Linked DNA regions of Rattus norvegicus: region 2 is linked to region 1. A link is a contact called in public Hi-C data. All regions are on one chromosome and are shown on one strand. The core of a region is the stretch at or near the end of the contact, and the rest is flanking DNA. Distances in the headings are between cores, read along the strand shown.

Region 1 (5,957 bases), core at 1,971-4,470:
ACTTGCAGAGATACTCTGAGCACCAGGCAGTACAGACTCAGATCAGGCTGGCAAATAACTAGCACTTGGCCAAAGGCTTGCAGGTTTGGCTGTCAGGTTTCATGGGTTTCGTAGTAGGTCTCATTTTTCCGAAGTGTCTCTGAGAAACACGTATGGCTTTAAAGTTCCTGATTCCCAGCCTTGGCTGTTTACTATGTCACCAGCACCTGAGCCCTGACTGGGAGAACAGGCCTCCCAAGACATTGCAGCGGCAGCCACTGGGGGATAAGGACATCTGTCAGAGTCCACACTCACAGAGCCATGACTGCTCTCTCCATAACAGATCCTGCTCTAGAACCCTGAGCATCATTGGTCTGGGCCTTTCTCCCTGAAGTTGGTACAGACACTTCTGCCTCATGATTGAGGCAGAGACTCTAGAAGTCTTTCCAGGAGTCTCAGATAGAGCCACTGTGTGTTGAAGGGAACAGGTACCAAAAACCAGCAGCCCTGCCTTCTCCCTCAGCCATCATGGTGGGCGAAGGATGGAGGCGGGTCTCCAGCACCTATGAACATAGCTGCTCCCACTCAGCCACTGACAGGAAGCAGATGCTGGGAGGCCAGTTACCTAGTGTGAGTATCTATAGAGAGACAGATCAAACCCCCCAAAACCCCTTTTGCCTCAGTCCCATGAGCAGTGGTCCAGGACTCCTTGGACACTTGATCCACAGAAAGCACCCTTGACTCTATCTGCAAGCTGATTGCCCTCACCTATGAAATAAGCTTAAAGCACTGTTCCCTTCCATGCCCTCCCTAAGCCCCAGCTCCGGGTAGGAGCAGGTGTCTGCTGAGTGGGGAAGCTTTGGAAAGGGCTATGCCAAGCACTATGCTAATCAGAAGCCACTGCTGAGGAAGTTGGTGACTCAGACCCCTGGATGGCGAGAATTTGTGGGGCAGACATGAACACAGTCAGCTATTCAGTCCTCCCCAGGGCTTCTCTGCCACAGCTGGGGAAGGGGACTATTCTGCTAGGTGCTGAGTCCGGGACCTCTCCATTAAAAGAGCATGTTGCACACTCCCCAATACATCCAGCCCCACGACAGTTCTGGGCACCCAGGATTTACTCTTCTGTGTTCCATTTCCCATGTTTGGTATAGGCTAATTAGGTCTGAGCTTATAACACTTACAACTGAAGGAATTGAAACTATCTCTTGGTGTATTTGAATATTTAATACATATATTAATTTTATGAGCATAAAGTAAATGTCTAAAGAGGCCTATCTGCAACATGTAGCAGCAAACACTTCCTGAACTCAATAAATTTGGGTTCCGGGCTGGAGAGATGGCTCAGTGCTTAAGAGCACTGACTGTTCTTCCAGAGGTCCTGAGTTCAAATCCCAGCAACCACTTGGTGGCTCACAACCATCTGTAATGGGCATCTGATGCTCTCTTCTGGTGTGTCTGAAGACAGCAACAGTGTACCCACATACATGAAATAAATAAATCTTTTTTTAAAAGATTGGGTTCCAGGCCAGGCCCATAGGAATTCCTGTGTGATTTTGAACAAATTCCTTAACCTGGCTGGGCTGTGATAAAGAAGGGAACAGAGTTAGTGATGCCTCCAGGTCTTTTATGCTAGAAGTATTTGATTTTACTGACACCCATGGACTATTATGCTTTTTCTTTCATTTCTTTTTTACTTCTTAGAGAGGATTTCACAGTGTATCCCTGGCTGTCCTAGAACTTGCTATGTGGATCAGGTTGGCCTTGAACTCACAGAGATCCACCTGACTGCCTCCAGAGTGCTGAAATTAAAGGTGTGTACCATGCAGCCAATGCATTTTTTCATTGTTGTTGCTGGTTTGGGTTGGTTTGTTTGTTTGTTTGTTTGTTTGTTTGTTTGTTTGTTTAGAAAGGGTCCCATATAGCCCAGCCTGACCTAGAACTTACTACATTGCCCAGCTGGACTCAAGCCCATGTTGAGTCCAGATGCCACCATTACTGTTGCTGTTGCTGCTTGGGGGGTCAAATCTTCTGTGTGGACCTAGAACCACACTGACCGATACACCTCCATTAGCCACACATTAGGTACCTGAAGTGTGGCTAGAACAAAGGAGACATGGAAAAGTGCCAAACACACACTGTCATTCAAACAGAAAATACAAGCACAGAGCAAAAATGCCAAAGAGCTCCCATCAACCCTGGACTGGAGCATGCTGGGATGACAGTACTGTGCTGGCCCCCGGCCCTGATCACGATGAGGACAGTTCTGTGGCTAAAAAGCCAGCCACTCACTTGACATTTCACTTGTCATTTTTACCCATTCACTGGGTGGAGTCCAAAACAGAAGAAACCATCTGAACATTAAGGGGTTCCACGAGAACTAAGGACCCCACATACTGAGCAGGGGTCTGAGGTGAGATGACATTTGCCTTGGCTCTGTCCTGTTTTGCAACCCAGAAATGGATGTGAAGACAGACAGCCAAGTGTCTGAAGTTACAGATGAGTCAAGGTAAATAAGCCTGCACCCCGGAGGTGCGTTTTACAGCCTGACTCCCACAACCCCAAAGAAAGGCCTAGATTTAGCCTTTAGAGATAGCCTTTTCATTCCAAAGAGTCACATGGGAGTGTGTGACGTAGTTCCCTGATTCTTAGAGAAAGCATACCTGGGTCAAGGTGTCTTTATTGATGCTACAAGGAAGGGAGGGCCTGAACCAAACTTTGTATTGGGCTCTGGGAAGGAGGGGGATGACTGAGGCCTGGCCCTTGCTACTGCTAGCTTTGTTTCTCAAGGGTGACAATGGTACACACACTCAAAGCCCAGAGATGTTTGGACGTCAACAGGAAATACTTACACACACAGTGAGCACATGCACATTTCTGTGTACCACATGGGCACCGTTCTTCAGCCAGAACCTCACCCCATTGAGGGGTTTTCGCTTCTTTTATTATTTTGTTTTACTTTTTCTCATAGTAGAGGGGTTGCACTCAAGACCTCGCACATACTTGACAAGCACCCTTCTATGGGTGGAGGTGCAGCAGCCATGGGCCAAGAAACTCACTCTGCAGACACAGGGCACTCACCCGGTTTTATCTCCAGGAGTCGCAGCTTTGGGTCCTCTGGGGGGTGCAATCGTCGCTTCTTACGCCAGCAGCGGGCGGGGTAAGTATACAGCTGGCCCGGGGCAAGGCCTGTGGATGACACATGAAGAGATAAAAGGCTACAGACCAGAACGGACATCACAGCTTCCTCTGCCAACTTTGTCATCCACAGTGAGCGACAGCCAGAGCACAGAGAGGTGAAGGAGCTTGCTAATGTCCCCCCCGCTGGGTCACAGGACCACGGCAGAGCCAAGGCATGTTTATTGTGACCTCTAGTGTCTACACCATCACACTTTTCAGCAGGCCCATTGCCAGACAGAACAGCCGCCTAGAGAGAAAATCTTGTGTACTATATGGATACATCACCCATCAATAAAAATAAATTAATTAATTAAAATAAAAATTAAAAAAACCTATGGCCTATACAAAAGGGTAGAATAGAAGGTGGGACATCTGGTAGGCAGAAGGAATTCTGGGATAGGCCCAAGCCCAGGAGGATTTGCCCTGGCACAAGGCGGAGGCCAGACTCATGGAAGCCGAGCAGAGGTAACCAACCACGTGGCGGGACTTAAATTAGAATGAATGGGATATTGAGATATGAGCTGGTTGGAGAACGAGCCAAAGCTATTTGCCTCAACATTTATTTATATAATAAAGCTTTGGGAGTCGTTATTTCTGGAAACAGGGATGCAACTTACAATAAACGCCCCTACAACAACCAACCTGAGCCAAAACATGCGATCTGGTCTGCAGAGGCCTGAGGACCTGAGGACCCAAGATGGGCTCATCCAGAGTCCACCTTACCACCAGGTTTGTAAGGCAGGGACCCTGCAGTGACTGTCCCTCTGTCCAGGGCCAGATTAAGCAGGCTCCCTTCAAAGAGGAACAGCAGAAGTCAGTGAGCCTACTTGAGAGATAGCCTCAGCTAAAAGCATTTCAGAGACACAGCATCAAATGATCCGATCTTCTTATAGCATCCATTCACAGAGGCCAGCAGACAACCTGGGCCAACTGGCAGATGCACGGCCTGCCCTGGACACCCACTTGCTGCTCTGTGCTCCTGGCCCACATGCCAGGCCTCACACAAGAAATCCAGAAGTCCGTAGGATGAACTTTAGTTTAGAAGTCCTTGGGATGTTAGCAAGCGCTGTCTCCCTAAAGCAGTTCCTATCTACTTGTGGCTTCTAACACCACCAGCTCAATTTCTATGCAAAGCACCCTGCACACACATGTGCACATAAAATATCACACACACACACACACACACACACACACACACACACACGGGGAGGGGAAGAAGGTGGCTCAGTGGGTAGGACACTTGCTACACTAGTATGAGGACCTGAGCTCAATTCCCAGCACTAGAAGGCACATGTCTCTAATTCCAAGTGCTAAGGGGGAGAAGTGAATCCCAGGGGCTTGCTGCCAGCCAGTGCAGCCCAAACATCAAGTTCTAGGTTCATTGAGCAGGTCTGTCTCAAAAAAACAAGATGAAGAGGGATGAGAAAAATACCGTAAGTCAATCTCTGACTTCTACATGTATGCATGAGTAATCACACCTGTACACATACACATGCATACATATAAACACACACACACACACACACACACACACACACACACACACTACCACCAGCACCACAGAATAAAAGTGGGAGAACAGTTTCCACAGACTCACTTATCATCTTTACTCATTTGCTGTGTAAGGTCCAAAGCAGAGGCAGCCATACCGATAGTAAAGAACCCAGACTTCTCCCGTAGATTCGCATGCTAGGTACCACTTTAGTGATGCAGCTGCTCCCTCCCATGGCTTACAGGATGGTAATAGACTGGAGATTTGCATCGCCAACCCATTGATTCTCAGGAAATATTAAGGTTGGAGTTGGAAGGCCTAAAGATCAGCCTGCGCCTGGTGGCTAGAAGGCTAAAGGAACCAAGTAAGTGGCCTAGAGCTCCCTGGCCAGGGAGAAAGGGGACAGCTGTGACTTCTCCCTGACAGAAAGTGTCCCCAGAAATAGCTCCGTGTTCCTGTTGTGACCCACTTGAGGAAGATGTCATCTCTGGTCCTGTCATTCCTATATTCAAGCAACTTCTGGGGAAGGTCCCCCGGGATTGTAGCAAGGATCCAGGGACTGGCCCACTCCTCTGTATCACAAAACAAGCCCCAGTGGTCACCACTCATGATGGGCTAGTGACTCTGTAATCAGCTGAAACCGCAAACTCCTGGAAAACACAGAATTTCCAGAGCCCAAAATTCATACCAGACCTCTGATCTGAAGGGAGCAGGCCTTTGAGAAAATGGAACAACTGTTCTTTTAGGAACTTTATAGATTGTTTTAATGCTTACTGTGACCCTCTGGAGGCCTGAATAGCATCTACTAGGTGCTTGCCTGTGTTCTCTGATGTCCTAAGACTGGTTTAATGGCCTTCCCTGAAGGATCCTAATTCCTTGTATTTCCCCCAAGGTAATTTAATCAGTTGCCTGCATATTAGTGTCTCCCCCACTGGTTTTGAAAGAGCCAGGGTGGCAGGAATCACACCCCCGCTAGTGTCCTCTGTACCTAGCATGCCATACTTGGCAAAGCACATCTAGAAATAATCATATAAACTCAACCGGAATTAAACAAGCCTCAGAAATACAAGAAGGAAATAACCACTGGCCCTGATGGTTCTGGCTCCAGGATATTCAGTCACCCAGACACAAACCATTCAAGAAGGGCTGGGATATGGCTGAGTGATAGAGACTTTACCTAGCACATACAGCACCCTAGTTCAGTTCCCAGAACCACAAGGAAAGAAAAGTTCTCGTTTGGGAAGCCATCCAGAAAAGACTCCGGAAGGTGGGCTCTGGACTCAGTGTTGAGCCCACCAACTTACAT
Region 2 (5,957 bases), core at 2,086-4,585, 140 kb after region 1:
AGGAGTTGAGGAGGTCTCTGATGAGCTGCACTCAGAGGACAGGGTGTAGCTGCTAATTTAAATAGCAGGCAACTCACATTTACACATCATATGTGTCTGTCAGTGTCTCTGAATTCCATTTGTCCAGATGTGACCGCTTAGCTGTGGGGCCACCTGCTGCGTTCCTTTCTGATCTAATCTGACCTGGCAGCTCCTGTTTCTGCGGCTAACACCCTGTTGGGCAGTAACAAGAAGTTAAAGGCTGGAATGGAGAAGCCAGACTGTCAGCTTCAGAGAGGAAGGGGTGAAAGCAACCAGCAAGAAAAAGGAGTTGAGGAGAGATCAAAGACAGCCAGGAAGAAAGGCAAGCTACCAAGAAAGGCTGTTTTCAGGCACTTGGGACCCTACAGAAGACACCCCCAACCCCACGCGAAGCAGAGATTCAAGTTGAGCCATCTAGTCATCCAGCGAGTTGAATTATTGAATGCCCCCACATGGAAAAAAGCTAGCAAGATGAAAAGGGACCCAGAGTCTAAGGCACAGCCCTACACGGGGTGGCATGAAAGAAACCTGAGCTGGCTTCTTCCCAACACCGTTACTACTGCTACTTATCCCCAGGCTCAAGAGGAAATCTTTCTGTGACCAGTTTCTGTAGGGGGCGTCCGTGATGTTGCCTTTTTAAGACGAGAGAGAGCGCTTGCACACGGAGAAAATGCTAATGTGGCTTGGAGCTCCCTCATTGTCAGGAGGGGCACACAAGGATAAACACGTAAGCTCTCCAAACCATTCCCCTCACTCTTCCTCCTCCTCCCTGCGCCCCCATCCATCCCTTCGGCTGGATGCGTTGCTCTGCTTTGTTCTAATTTAGCCCATGCATAATTTATTCACGTGTGTTTTGTTTCCTGGTCAGCAACTTCTAAAAACAAATGAAATGTATAGGATGTTTTATTAAACAAGTTGTTTTTAAAATAATAATAATAATGATAAAAGCAGATGGCCTCGGTCTCCCAGTAACGATGTGTGTGTGCTCCTGCGTGCGGAGTTTTGAAAATGTCCAGGGTGCAAAAAGCTTGGCTGATTGGGGTTATTGTTTACACCCTTAGTCCTCAGGGGAAGAGGATGGGATACAAAAGGGGATGGCTAATTATAAGTGACCACTGGACTTCCTCTGAGGAAAGGGCAGGCAGGGGTGTTGTGGGTGAGCGCCCCTGTGCGTGAGCCAAGACGGAGTTACAAATGCATCCCACGGCAAGTGTTTCCAATTATTAAGGGATACAAGGATAATTCAGAACTAATTCTATCAACCGAGATTGACCACCTTCTAGCTTCTCTGTTCCTTCTCCCCACAATTTCCAATACACGCACGCTTCTGTGTCAAAAAAAAAAAGTGAAAAGATCTGGGGAACCCTGGAGCGTGGAGCTCCTGCGCGCGCCCGAGCGTAAGCCCGCTCCCGGGCACCAAGGATGCCGCTTTCCCAATGAGGAACCCCGTACACATAGCAAATAGATCTCTCAGACCTGAGTTTACCAAGCAGCATCAGCTCTGCTACGTGATTTCGACTGGAAATGAGGAAATTGCAAATCAGCTGTGTGGGTTTTGGAGAAACTCACGGCACCAGCGGTGTGGTGGCGGGAGTCGGCGAGGACGCGGCGAAGTTACGCCCATTTATTCTGCCATAAAACATTTTTTTCCCCTCTCAGGTTAAACGCTGTCGCGAGTGCAAAGTAGCTGAGCTTCCGAGCGGGAACCGGAGCCAGGAACTCGCATCAAGCTCAGCCCCTGTCTTTACCGCAGTATCTCGTGGAAACTCCGAGATCTGGGACATCCCTGCCCTATTCCTGGTTGTTGGCTGGTGCAAACGCAGCGGGTTCTCCCTACGCGTTTCTTGGCACTAGGAATCACACACACACACACACACACACACACACACACACACACACACACACACACTCGCCGCCGCCCTGCTGCTCCCCAAAGCGAACGGTGTTTTCGACTCCCGGAGCCAGGGCTTAGGACGCTGTAGCGCGCAGTTAAAAGCCAAGATCGACCACTGACACAGACCGGGAAGAATTGGTACTAAACACCCACGCGCACCCTCCGATTCCCAGAGGCTTTCATCAGGGCGTGAAGTCCTAGTACACTCGGCACCCACCCGGTGCCCACGCCGCGCCGCGATTCCCAAGGATCCACCCTCTGCCAACATCCCTGCCAATAGCGCCCCTTGAGAGCCACACTAGTTTTCCCAGGCCACCCCCAGCTCCACGATCACCCGCAGACTTGGCGGCTTCATATTCAGTCCACCGACTGGAAGGAAGGAAGGAAGGAAGGAAGGAAGGAAGGAAGGAAGGAAGGAAGGAAGGAAGGAAGGAAGACGGGCAGGCAGGCAGCTCCGATCGGAACCGGCCCCCGCGAGTCCTTGCGCAGCCCGCCCCCCTCTGTCCGCTCAAAGTCTCCGGGAGGCACCTGCCCCTCGCTGTCGCCAGAGCCCTACACCGCCGCCTCCGCCGCCTCAGCTTTTCACCCAGAGCAGGCGAGCACACCATTAATAAGACCTGCAGTTTCCCCGTCTCCATATCAACCTCAAGTTAACCCAGATCGTTAATTTACTAGAGCCAGTTAGCCTACAAATACACAGACACACCGGCGACCGCCCGGAGCGCCCGCCTGATCCCCGGCTGCCGGAGTGGAAAAGCCCGGGGCAAGCACCTGGGCCCCAGGACTCCCGGGACCCGCCGCTCCGCGCGCCGTCCTCCCAACTCCGGAAGGTTTACACAAACTCCCTGGGAGAGCTCGGAAGGCAGAGCGAACGCCCTGCAAAACTCCGCAGCCGCTGCGGTCGGTCTGCCCGCCCCGGTGGACAAGCAGCGGGGCCGGGGAAGCTCCGGCTTGGAGCGCAGGGCATAGCAGAGCGCAGGACGCGGCCCCTGCCCCGCGCTCCGGCCGGACTCAGCCAGCCCCGCGCGGCGCCGGGAGAGGCAGGGGACTCCGGGGACCGTGAAGACCCGAGCTGCACACGACCCCCGCAGCTCCGGAGCCGGCGCCGGCGCTCTGTGCTCCCTCCCGGTCCGGGTCAGCCAATTAAGCAGAACACAAATTTAACAATTTTCTTTTTGTTAATTGCATCTCCTGACATTTCTGCGCGCTGGGAGGAAAAAAGATGAAGAAGTAAGAGCAGGAAGAAAAGAGGAGCCCGGGCGCAGCGGGAGGCGTCTGCGAGAGCCGAGCGCCGGCTGCGCTCCGCAAGGCGCCTTTTTTTCATATTGAAACCACGCGGAATATGTACATTTTTTAGTCTTACTTACGCTTTCAGGGGGTTGTGAATGACAGTCGCCATTTTGCTACAATGTAACAGAATATTGTCTGTCTCAGAGTTCTAAAGGTTCGCTCAGGGGAAGCGGCAGGCCAATCAGAGCACGGGATACCGGTCTGCCGGCCAATCGGCGCGGCTGGTCGCCAAGTGGGCGGAGCCTGCGTGGTGGTAGTTATTAGGGGAGCTGTCAAAGCCCAGAGGTCACTCCCTTTTGTAGAGCCCGAGAGCGAGCAGGTCTTAAAGGGGCAGTACCGTGTTAGTAGCGCCCTTTCAAATAGGGACTAGTGGAGATACATGGGAGAGCAATCTCGCTTAGTTTGAGTCCCTACTTTACTAAATAACCGCAGAGTTTGCGCTCCTGGACAAGAATATTTACATAATGCCAACAAAAATGCTGAATCCCATTCATTAGCTTTGGGCTTTGTATATCACGGTTTTAACCCCCGAGTCTCGGGTACACCACTGTGTTACAAGTGCAAAAAGTTGGAAGGCTGCAGTTTCCTCCAAGAAATTACTACTGTGCTCCACTCTTTGCTAAAAATGCTCTGGGTTCTGCCGCTGTTCAATTTTCTTGTTCCCGAAGTGTTTTCTTTATCTCACCCACCTTCCTCGGTCGGTTTCTGAGAACGGGAGAGTCCAGGGCAGCAACTCCCTTCCCCCTGGAATGTCTCAGCCATGGTTTTTTGTTACGTAATTCACAGGTGGTCACTCTGCACGGTCCCCTACGACCACCGTTCTCCACTGTCGACGATTTCGAAGATCTGACACGACCAGCTTGGGAACGAAGTGAGACCTGGCACCTTTTAGGCAGAAGGCTGGGGAAGATTTGAGGCAACTTTAGGAAACGCAGCTAGGGAAGCCAGTAACTAGGCAGAAATTGTTAGAGCCTGACAATTGTAGGTGTTGCTAGAGTCCCCTCCGGGAATGGCTCTGCGAATCCAGGCGTCACCTTTCTGGACTAAGATAGGAGGTGAAAAGAATCTGCAAGTGAATGTTCAGACGTGACTGGAGGCTTCCCCAGTCTTCGGCTGCTTAGAGTCTGGTGAACCCCTGAAGAAACTAAGACTTCTGCGAACTCAGGCTTCCACGGAGCACAGGGAGACTCAGACTGGGCGAAAACGCACGAAATCACATAGAGTCCAGAGACTCTATCGTTAGCATATAGAAGTCTGGCTATCCCCTGGCTGTTTAATCAGGTCAAATAGCAGAGAGCTGGAGAGTGAAAAGGAAACCGAGAGATGCTGAATTGCAGTTCACAATTCCACCTGCTCTCGCCTTTTACGACTCTCCATGAATAAAGTAAAATACAATCACAAAGCAGTTCGGAACTTTCAGATTCCAACTCCATTCACTATTAGAGTTACAGATAAGCCCAGCAAAGCTGAGTGAGTCCGTGTGTGCAGACTGGAAATATTTAACTCTTTGTTTGCCTAGTAGGGTGATGTTCTCCCCCACCCTCTCTTCTCATTACAGAGTCTCACGATTAGGAAGCTGTTTTTGATGCACTGTAAAGAGAACCAGGTGTGATAGTGCTCCCTTAAAGTTCAAAACCAGCCTGGACTACATATGGAAACCCAGTCTCACACACACCCCCAAATATGGAAACCCAATCTTATCACCCCTCCCCCAAAATAGTATTGCCTTGGTTTTTCGACTTCATGGAAAGTCATTTTAACTGTCAGTACAATTCTGACTTGGTAGTCACTTTTATCACTTCTGAGAAATAAAGAGATATTGTTATTAACTTTGGGGTTTGTATCATAGATTAAAAGGACACAGATTTGGGCCGAAATCTTCAAAAGCAAGGGATTTAGAGTAAACATGCTTGAAGGAGACAGAAACCTTGACCAGAATTAAAGTCTGGGCTTCACCAGTGCTGTGCAATAGTAATATAGACTCTGAAATCCATCTGTCTGCCACCATTTGCCAGCTGGTGACATAAAGAACATAGGAATCCCGAGAAGATGACAACAGACAGCAGAAATAATTCTCTATTTCTAAACTCATTGATTAGAGCAAATGAACAATGTTGATAGCAATGTTTCCCCAATTTAACTCCATAAACCTAAAACCCTTCTTATTGGTTGTGATATCAAAACACTTTTTAAAAAAAAATCACACTTCAGGGTCTGGAGAGATGGTTTGGTGCTTAAGAGCACACATTGCTGCTCATGTGGACCTAGGGCAACCCCCAGCACGGGCATGGTGACCCACAGCCTTCTAACAGGAGTTCCAGGGGGGATCTGATGCCCTCTCCTGGACGAAGTACGCACAAGACATGCACATGGTGCACAGATAGACTTGTAAGCAAAACGCTCCTACACATAAAATTAAATTCATCACAAGTCAGGGGGCTAACTCAGGACCTCAGAGCCTGCCAAATACATATCTGTCTTAGGGGTTAGTCCCTGACAGCCCAAGGGGAAAAGGAAAAGAATAGCGATAAAGAGGAGGGGGAAGAGGGAGAAGGAGGGAGGAGGAGAGGGAGGAGGGAGGAGGGATGGAGGGGAGGGAGGGGAACAAAATCCCATTTCTAAAGCTCTGTTGGCTCGCCTGTGAGTACAAACCCCATCTTGCCTGCCTTGATCTAGGTGGCTGGGCAAGCTATTTGGAATGCAGAAGGGAGCCAGAATGATCACTTCTCCCCCTCCCCTAGGTAGCAGTGAG

What was found. Hi-C and Micro-C count contacts between places; a contact is called where the count stands out from the background.
Region 2: a contact with region 1 is called in a Hi-C map of psoas muscle, with 2.1 times the contacts expected there. The contact joins the promoter of Dpf3 here to the enhancer-like site in region 1. A contact is called at or near these places in 9 of 12 Hi-C or Micro-C datasets (the A7r5 cell line, the Rat2 cell line, frontal cortex and 4 more) and 1 of 1 datasets of contacts at active chromatin or transcription factors (oligodendrocytes).

Annotation. Positions count from the first base shown.
Region 1 is chr6:108,714,746-108,720,702 of GRCr8, forward strand. Dpf3 (double PHD fingers 3) reads right to left here. Exons shown (of 9, transcript NM_001191818.1): 3 at 3,061-3,168. Among named protein-coding and RNA genes, the nearest start is that of Dpf3, 140 kb to the right of the region's middle. Within about 2 kb of position 3,221, at least 1 of the 93 cell types and tissues checked has an H3K27ac peak or open chromatin away from gene starts, as enhancers often do.
Region 2 is chr6:108,853,290-108,859,246 of GRCr8, forward strand. Dpf3 (double PHD fingers 3) reads right to left here and starts at 3,336. Exons shown (of 9, transcript NM_001191818.1): 1 at 3,283-3,336. The coding sequence starts at 3,314.